Linked DNA regions of Triticum aestivum: region 2 is linked to region 1. A link is a contact called in public Hi-C data. All regions are on one chromosome and are shown on one strand. Each heading gives the region's core, a stretch centred on a gene start, on an enhancer-like site or on the middle of the called end of the contact. The rest is flanking DNA. Distances are from core to core; before and after follow the strand shown.

Evidence for each region. A called contact is a pair of places that touch in the nucleus more often than the background predicts.
Region 2: a contact with region 1 is called in a Hi-C map of leaf, with 2.7 times the contacts expected there. The contact joins the promoter of LOC123047346 here to the enhancer-like site in region 1. A contact is called at or near these places in 3 of 5 Hi-C or Micro-C datasets (leaf and root) and 1 of 1 datasets of contacts at active chromatin or transcription factors (leaf).

Annotation. Positions count from the first base shown.
Region 1 is chr2B:779,065,618-779,070,362 of IWGSC CS RefSeq v2.1, forward strand. No RefSeq gene overlaps it. Among protein-coding and RNA genes, the nearest start is that of LOC123042688, 4.8 kb to the right of the region's middle. Within about 2 kb of position 2,009, at least 2 of the 8 cell types and tissues checked have an H3K27ac peak or open chromatin away from gene starts, as enhancers often do. A contact at or near this core is called in leaf, where this site is marked.
Region 2 is chr2B:779,113,207-779,117,951 of IWGSC CS RefSeq v2.1, forward strand. It overlaps LOC123047346 (two-component response regulator ORR6), which reads left to right and starts at 2,133. Exons shown (of 2, transcript XM_044470873.1): 1 at 2,133-2,484; 2 at 2,608-3,266. The coding sequence starts at 2,253. The coding sequence ends at 2,894.

The DNA.
Region 1 (4,745 bases), core at 759-3,258:
ATACGCTAAATCCGAAGACTGCAGCTGCCGTGCTCTGGATATGCACCATAAACATCACACTCAGTATTCTTCTCGACTGACCGACTGTTTCAGCAGTTGACATTGGCTCTGGTTAAACAAGCAAGGAGTTGTGTCGCATGACAAGCACTACAGGAGAGGATCATAGCTGACAAGAGAGTTTTCGTTTTATAAGGCTAGATATACTATCTGAGTGATCGACCGCCCGAGTTTAAAAGAGTTGATCCAAGATGCACAGCACCGGCCGCGTGAGTGCTGCTGCTAAGTGTAGTTTACTTGTATAAATTTATTTTTCCTCGGCCTGCCGTTGACACTGACTGGCTCTATCAACCCACTGTTATCCCTTGATTAATCCGGATACGGATCCCGTTCACGTTTAGTGGCACTAAACAATGCGGTGTAGCTGTGATGTAGCGTATCTGATATGTGCAGGATAGAATACAGAGTTGTTGACACTTGATCGGATCCTCGTGCCCTGTCGGAAGGGAAACTGCCTGGTACAGAGTTGCCGACAGGCTATGTACGAAATGAAATGATACTCTAGTTGATCAGATCGTGGAGATCTTGGACTGGACAAGATCGTCGACGGCACGGCATCGAGCGGTGAGGTACGACTCGCTGTACGGCACCCTGCATGACGTTCCCTTGCAAGTGAAACCGCGGAGTTGTTGACACTTGACAATACATACGTAGCGCTAGTAATTCTTTTTCCCCGTTATAAAACCTTGGTGCCAACAAGGCGAAGGAACAGTGGCGATCGAAAACCAAGGATTCTGGAGATGGTCAATTGTGGTCGTGCATCATGTCTGCCGTCGGCGCGATGTGCTTCTTCTATTCATGAGCAGTGACGGTGGGGCTGTGCTGAACGGAGATTGGATCGCGTATCATCCTCTCTCCTCTGGCAGATTGGATCGTACCAGGCGCCGCGCCCGCTTCAGTACAGGGAAGGAAAGAATCTTGCTCACTTTCCATGGCAGCTCGGAGTTTTCCCAGCTCAGCCTATATATCTGCAGGTCTGGTGAGTTTGTGCTGGTCATCAGTCATCGCTCGTGCAGACGATACGAGGCTCCTAGGCTAGCAGAGGATACGATGCGGTTCGCACGAGGAGTAGCTCGAGGAAAAGCAGATAGAGATACGGTTTTCGACTTCCAAAACCGGCAATGCCTTTGGGAGAAAGCAAATCCTCGAGGAGCCAAGTCGCACCTGCTTTTACTTTACGGCACTGTACAGGGCAAGGACCTTCGAGTCTTGCTAAACGGTAGGCAGCCATGGCGTGGAAATGGCTAGCTGCTTGGCACAGCTTAGGGGGTGTTTGATTAAGAAGTCTTTGGACTTTTTCTAGTCCCAGGGACTAATCCAAAAAGACTCTCCAGTAGAGTCTTTTCCTAGTCCCTGTAGAAAAAGTCCCTCCCGTTTGGTTTTTATGGACTTTTTAGGAATTTTTTTTAGTCCCTGGAACTAAAAAGTCTCTGAACCAAACACCCCCTTAGTTGGGTACTATACACACGACACTAGCGCCTCTGCCCACGCAAGAACCTGCTTATGAGCAAAGCACAACAGTTAAAAGCAAAATAGATTTACGGGTCGCGCTCGGACAACCAGACAATGTTCGGCCGGCACTCGACCAGACAAAGTCACAGCCTGCTCTAGCTCTGCTTAGTGTGAAAAACAAACCGGAACTGCTCCACAGACGACATGTGCAACCGATTTTCGCACGACCATGAAATCGAGCGGCTGTTGCCCTTTAAGTCGACTACATGTGCGGCTGGATTTACATCGTCGTGCATGAATCGTCCGTCTGTTGTCGTCCGTGTAGCATGATTCAAAACAAACCCGGCAGGCGCTCCCGTTTCTTTGTTTCTGCAGGCGACAAGGCAGCTGGACGCGTTTGTCCACACGCCAATTCCCGACATGCCGCTGTCAACAACGGATCCCAGCAGCCTGCATTCCCCGAAGATCATGGCCCGTGTCCACACAGATCTTCCTACAGTAGCATTCCGGTCGCAGGCGAGCAGAGAGCCAGAAGGACCAGGCATGGCCTGTACTAGCGTCCACGATACTCTACAGTAATAGTAATACTCTGACAAAATGGATCAGGCAAGGTATCACTGGAAAAGCTGCGCGCACATTACAGTAGGCTCCCTTCCCTCTCATTCCCATGTGAGCAAGATTTGCACAAAACATGGGATCTCACTCACTGATTGCTTTTCTTTAACATTTGACTAGACGCAGCGCACCTGACCGACTGACTGACCGCGCCGTGCACAAGAGGGGAAAAGGAAAGGGTCAATGCAGGTTACATCTAGACGCACGCCCACACACACGGTTGTTGGGCCTGAGCTTTTCAATGGGACCGGTGAGAAGTTTCTTCTTCGAGATCGATCGGATCCACCCGGATACGCGGTTGACGCAAGAGGTTGAGGTAACATGGACGTTTGGAATTAGCAGACGACGTACGTATGTGACCCTTACTGTGTGAAATATATTCCCAGCAACAGGAAAAAAAGACCGTATATTTTCATGAAAATATTCTCAAGCAGCGAGAGAAAAAAGAAACTTCTACAGGTATGAAGATTCCCCGTATAGATTTTTAATGAGATATTCTAGACTAGAAGAAAATAAGAAACTTGTATTCTGCCGGGTGTGACACCACGATACCGATGTGTATGGAGATTCCCCGTAGATATTTAATGAGATATTCTAGCTAGCTAGTCAATGGCGTGGAGCGGATGATCCTGTTTCCATCCGAGAGAATAAAAATCCTACTACTAGCGATCAAGTCGCACTCGAAAAGTAATTATCTGATCAGTTCAGAATAACATCAACAGCTCAGAGTGATGTACTACTAGCAGCAGAAAATTAGCACTACCTGACACGGCTAAGTCATAAATTAAATTAACTAGTACAATGCCCGTGCGTTGCCACGGGCTAACAAAGTATATGTACACCGAGAAATACGCTAACAAAAATGTATAGGGAACTATTTACATGTGAAGATATTTCATGCTAGTGATGTGGTAGATAAATGAATCTCCTCATCTTTCTCTCCTCCTCCCTCTCCCACGATCCTTTCTTCTTCGTGTTTTATTCACCCACGTCCCATGACTTCTCCAGTTGGCCATCTTATAGATTGTACTCCCTCCGTTCCCAAATATTTGTCCTTTTAGAGATTTCAACAAGTGCCTATATATGAAACAAAACGAGTCAATCTACACTCTGAAATATGTCTACATACATCCGTATGTCATAGTTCATTTGAAATGTCAAGAAAGACAAATATTTGAAAACGGATGGAGTAATAGATAACTTATGTGCCCCATAAAAGGATACCAAACGCCGTGTGAGAGATAAGAATTCAGGGTGACATCTGTCTATACAATTAGTTTTCAAGGCAAACTTTTGCACCAAGATTGTGACATAGTCACATTCCATCGAATGAACATGTGATGCTGACCGAAGACTTGATCAACTGTTTAAATATGCCTATGATAAAAAATAGTTTATTCAAAGCACATTTATCTAAGAATGTAGTACGATTTGTTTAAAGTCAAAATTGAGAGATTTGGTTACATCCTAAATTATCATATATATTGAGGAATAAATTTCATCAACTCATGATCTAAAATGAAAGGACTTCTTATTAGTGGCATAAAGTCGTGAGAAAGCCATGTTATATGCACTCTATTATGTGTTGGAGCACATGTGTGCTCGTTATCCCTCCCATCAAGTTGCCCCGGGATTTACAGCCCAACACGCATAGGCCACTAATAATCTATGTATGCTTCTTTTGAACAGTGAATATGGCCCACATCTGAAGTCCATGAAACATGACTATGTGAGGCACTTTCACACCGGATCGAATGTCAGACCACCATATGGGTCGTCCAAGACGAGATTCTGGACTAACAGAGTCATTTTCGAGTCGATTTATTATGTCTGACTCATGCATGTGGCTTCCCTTCCCCTACACAACTAAAGCTCGTCCCTCACTGGCTAAAGCGAACTCCACCTAGATCCACCATTCCCCCGCAGTCAATTCTTCCTCATCAGCCATTCCCGAAGACATCTTGCCGCTCATTCCTGGCTTCGATTGCGGAGAGCAGATCATAACATAGATTGCCCATAGTGTGGCAAATGTCGGCAATCTGCCCCCGGTCACCTGCAACCACAAGAGTCCCTTTAGTATGAATCAGATTCACACCATAACCATTTGCAACAATCTAGTCCTCTAATACAAGCCCATCATAATTCTCAATAGTCATTAAAATATGGAATCAAAACAGCTAACAATCTATCATGTATCCAAAATTGACACCTATGCTTATCATACATGCCGGAGAAAAATAGCTACAATGTTGCTGTCAAGATAACATTTTGGAAGCATTTTCTCTCAAATAAGTATTAATAGATCAGACACTGACAAAATGATTATGGTAGTGTAAACCAAACGAAATGACATGGCCCACACACCAATCTATTCAGGAGTGTTACATTAATCCAACAATTTGTTCAGCGCATGGTAGCTATATAAATAATCCAGATATCATTCGTGTTGACAGAAATTAGCAATGCTCCCAAGTACATACAAAATTGTCGAGAGAGAATTTCCTAGCATGCTGAGTTTCCAAAGACTGGACTTCTTAATAATGACACACCTTCGTGTCCATGCAGGAGCTTTAGGGTCGATCAGGCCATAGATTTCTTCGATGTTGGCGACGAATCTTCCG
Region 2 (4,745 bases), core at 883-3,382, 48 kb after region 1:
GTGTCCTATCAAAGTGAATACAATAATTATATCTCCGGTCTAGAAACACGGTACACAAAGTATTTATAGGCATTATATGTGATATTTGATAAAAAGTAATTTTATTTCTATCATGTTTAGCATTGTCGCTTATGGTATTTTATCCGAGGACTATGCATTAGCAAAAAAAAATGAAACTCCATGGGCACTAGCACCCACGGTTTATTGATATAGAAGAAGCATCCCTCATGAGAATTCCAGAAATTCGTCCCCGACGTGGATTGAACTCTGGTCGTTGGGTTTACAATCATGCGCCCCCAACCACTGGGCTATGCCCACCCCACGTCCTCGACTATGCATTAGCAAAGAAAAAGAAAGAGAGTTCACTGGTCTGTTCCTTATTCTAGGTAAGTATCATCGCCTTCATTTTTTTGCTGCAGTGTGTAATTTGTCCTACGGGTACAAAATTCGCATGTAGGAAGGCATTACGCCGCCCTCTCTGACTTGATGAACGTAGTCGGAAATATAGTCTTGCAGGGAAGATATGGTAACTTTTTGTCTTGCACTCTTGCTCGTTTCTCTAGTACACCAAATTTTAGTGAAATGAAGTACGGTTAGGTACATTCATTTTAATGTGAGACGGAGAAAGCACTAGTACTAAAGCAATAGCTAAAACTCTTGGCGTTTGCTCCATGACAAAGATAGAATCAGTCGAACCGATGAAAGTACTACGATCTCACAAAAGCAACACGCACCAGAAAGGTAGTCCACCGGTTGATCAGATCGTCGCCGAAATCGTGCCTACGTTTCCTCTTGCGGAAAACAGAAAGATCTGCGTCCACGAACGCAGGATGCAGCTAGCTGGCCGCGATCGATCACGATTTCGCGTAGCGAGGAAGGTTCCTGTATCCGGTACGTACTACGTCACGAGCATTCATTCATATCCCAGCGCAGACGCACGGCCTGCCGCAACCGATTCTGCGATCACCTTTTCCAGTACAGCAGCATCCGCAATCCAGATTCATCGGTACGTACTCTGCCATGGACATTCACTCGCTCTGAACCCCTACCATCAACCGCCGCTGCCTAGGAGCCGTACGAGAGAGTGGCACTCTAGTCAGACGCCACGCCACCGACGTCCGTCCGTCCGTCCGTCCGGTCGATGTCGTCGTGAGTCGATCCGCGCGCCCGATCTCTGCAGCGTATCATGGGACGCGTGGACGCGTACGGGCCGGGTCGCTCGCCTGCCCTTGTTGGTCCCCTTCCGTCCGTCCCGCCTGTGTTGGAAGGAAGATCACGCGACGCGATACGGCAATGACGAGCGACCGGTCGGTGGCGCCCGGCGTGCGTACATGGCCCGTACCGCCCGAGCGATCGCGGCGCGGAGGCCGACCGATCCGAATGAAATCCGGGGATCCTGCCATGCACGCACGGCACGACGTTGATGGTGCGTCACGTACGTGGGCTGGGCTGGGAGTGAAAGGAAGGAAGGAAGGAAGAGATCGCGTGTGAGGTGAGATGGATCACCAGCAGCTGTGATGCAAGAGGAGGGTGGGAATCGAAGGGGCAAGTGACCCTTCCACGCACGGAAGGAAATCAAACCAAACCGCCCGATGATCTCACGAATCACTGGTGAATCTCCGAAATCAATCCGTATCCTGCCGCCGCTCACCCAAGAAGATCGAATTTTCAAGCAAATCCTCGAGCCCGCCCGGTACGGATCACCTGCTGCCGCCCGGAAAGACCAAATAAAATCCCAGCCAGCCGGCCCAGAAAGAAAAACTAAAAAAAAAGTGATGCAGGTTGTGCGTGCCCCATGCACGCAAATCCCATCTCCTCCCCACTTGCGACTTGTCCAAGAGAAGAGAAAAGAAAAAGGGGGGAGAAGAGAAGATACGCAGAGAGCATACGGTGTGCGTGAGCGCGGGGCATACGAGTGACGACGACGGGCGGAGCGAAAGCGAGGGGCTCGGCAGGAAAATCCCGGCGGGGATCTCCCGGGCTGGGCCGCGGGGCCCGCGGATCCGCGGCCGGATCGGGCCGGGGCCCCACCGGGGGGGCTGGGTTTCGCTCGATCCGCGAGCCTAGGATCCCTTTCGAGATCTCGCAGGATTTCCCCCGCATTTATTTTCCGCCTCCCCCCGGCCCTGTATATATACCGCCGCGCGTCGCGGCCAACCCAACCAACACCGCATCAACACATCCATCCTTCAGACGAGTTCTTCGCCGTTACATACTACTACTCCTGCTGCTCCGGCGAGTTTGATCGACTGATGGCTGCGGCTGCTCCCACCCAGGCTCCGGCCATGACCCTGCCGGCCGCCATGGCCGCCAAGGTGGCGCCCGCCCCCGCCGGCGACCGCAAGGTGGTGCCGCTGATGACCGACGCCGACGAGGTCGTCGTCCAGGTCCAGGTCCAGGCCGAGCTGCACGTGCTCGCCGTCGACGACAGCGTCGTCGACCGCGCCGTCATCGCCAAGATCCTCCGCAGCTCAAAATACAGAGGTGAGAAATCGAATCAGTCCCAATCCAATCAAGCCGCGCTCCGGCGATTCTTCAAGAAATTGGACGGCCGCTCGATCCATCCTCGTTGTATATGTTCTAACCTGCCTTTCTTCTGTGCTGCAGTGACCACCGTGGACTCAGCGACGCGGGCGCTGGAGCTGCTGGGCCTGGGGCTCATCACGGACGTGAACATGATCATCACCGACTATTGGATGCCCGGCATGACCGGGTACGAGCTGCTGAAGCGCGTCAAGGAGTCGTCGGAGCTCCGGGAGATCCCCGTGGTGATCATGTCGTCGGAGAACGTGCCCAACCGCATCACCCGCTGCCTCGAGGAGGGCGCCGAGGACTTCCTCCTCAAGCCCGTCCGCCCCTCCGACGTCTCCCGCCTCTGCAACCGCATCCGGTGATCAGCCACCGGAAGCCTCGACGGAGGAGGAGGATTAATTCTTAAGTAGAGCAGGATTTTCCAATTCTTTTTTCTTCGGTGTTCTTTCCCATGGACATAGATCCGCCCGCTGCCGCTGCCGCTGCCGCCTCAAACAACAGCTTAACTTTTTGGGGACCTAGTAGATGATGATGATGATTAGATTAGGATGTTAGTTCGTCCCCTTGCGTGCTCTGCTTCTTCAGAGATGCCAAGAAGAACCAAAATCAAACAGAGTATTCATTCGGCCAAGAGAAAGGAAATCTTCTGGATGAATCTTGTTCAGATATGTTTCCCCTCTTGGCTACATGTCGAAATGGCATCAGATCAGAGCAACATGTTGACAGTTTCATAACCAGAGCCAATCTTTTGCAACAATTAACCATCACCGTCTGGTTCCCATCTCCTTAATCAATCTCCACATGCTCACGGCTGTTCACATATGTGTCTGCCTGCCCCTAATCATGCTTTGTCTTGCCACGCGATACATTTTCCATGATTGATTCTTAACAATTGCTTGCCCTGATGCTATTGATGATGTCGACGAGGCAGTATAATAGGAGACACACAATCTCGATCGTACGTGCGTATCTCGTAGTTGTACATATACAAACGGCTCCGGGTTGTCTTAGGTGAGCTGTTGTTGTACGCGGCGTATAAAAAACTGAAAAAGTCCAAAGGCCGGGAGCATATATGGTAGTAATGAATGGGGGCACTGTGGAAGGATCTCCCCGGAGATCTGCTTACCTGGCGCCAGATTCTGCTTCCGCACAAGGCGATGTGAGGTGTGGCGTGGGAGCGCTGTATGTGGCCACCATGTGTCCGGCTGCCCGGACGGATGGATGGATTAAACTGGGAATAAACATGCGGATCAGGGGGAAGATATGGTGGATCGGTGCTGCAGCTGTGTGTTTTGTTATTTAGGTTGGGTCCTGATTTTATCCGATTCTGTGTCTTGTCTCGTGGAATGTCAAAGTCGGATATGTATGTGTGTGTGTTATCTTTGATTTGAGTTGTGGACAAGTAGTTGCTGCGGTTGTTTTGTTGGAATAGTGGTTCCCTTGGTTTGGAAGAAGAAGAAAAGTCCACTGAGACCCTGTGCAGCTGGGTGAGCACTTCTGGCCTTGAACCCTTGACTTCACATTGTTTACTAGAGTAATACTACTAATCACAAATACATCTACATTTGTTTATCACTGGTAAACGCACGTTTCACCTGGCGAGTAAAAAATGTTGAAGTGATTAGATCTGAACACTGTTTTGGGAGTGAAACGGCATGGCTTAAACTGTTGGGATTCAGAGATAGGGCACCGGCGGCGGGTAAAAGGCAGCAGTAACTCCTGCTCGGGCATTAAACAGCTAGCGGAGAAATGTCGAGATCTCTACGGGAAGCAGAGTCATAAAGTTCCGATTGGAACTGTATGAACTCATGACCACTAGCATTAGAGTGGGCAGTACTGGCCCGGTGTGATCTTCGGGGAAGAAGGAAGGAAAAGTCGGAGAAGATCAATCGCACGGACTGACTGATGCCCGTGGCCGGGCCGGACCCGAGTTATGAGCGCGGCACGTACGTGCTCCGTGGAGCGCACGGCGGGTGTCGCGCCTCGCGTACGTAGCGTACTGCTTCCTACGTAGTACCGTATCTGCGTGTCATTGGTCGATCGATGCTGTATGTACGTACGTATGTACGGGGTACAGCCGATTCTCTAGTTTGATGCTGCTTGATTCCGGCGTCATGCTCTCAAGGTAGTCTGCCAAAAGGTACCCGGTTTATTGTGGGACTACACCTCATCTCGAGTAATTTGTTTTTCCATCCCTTAAGTTTGCCGGTATT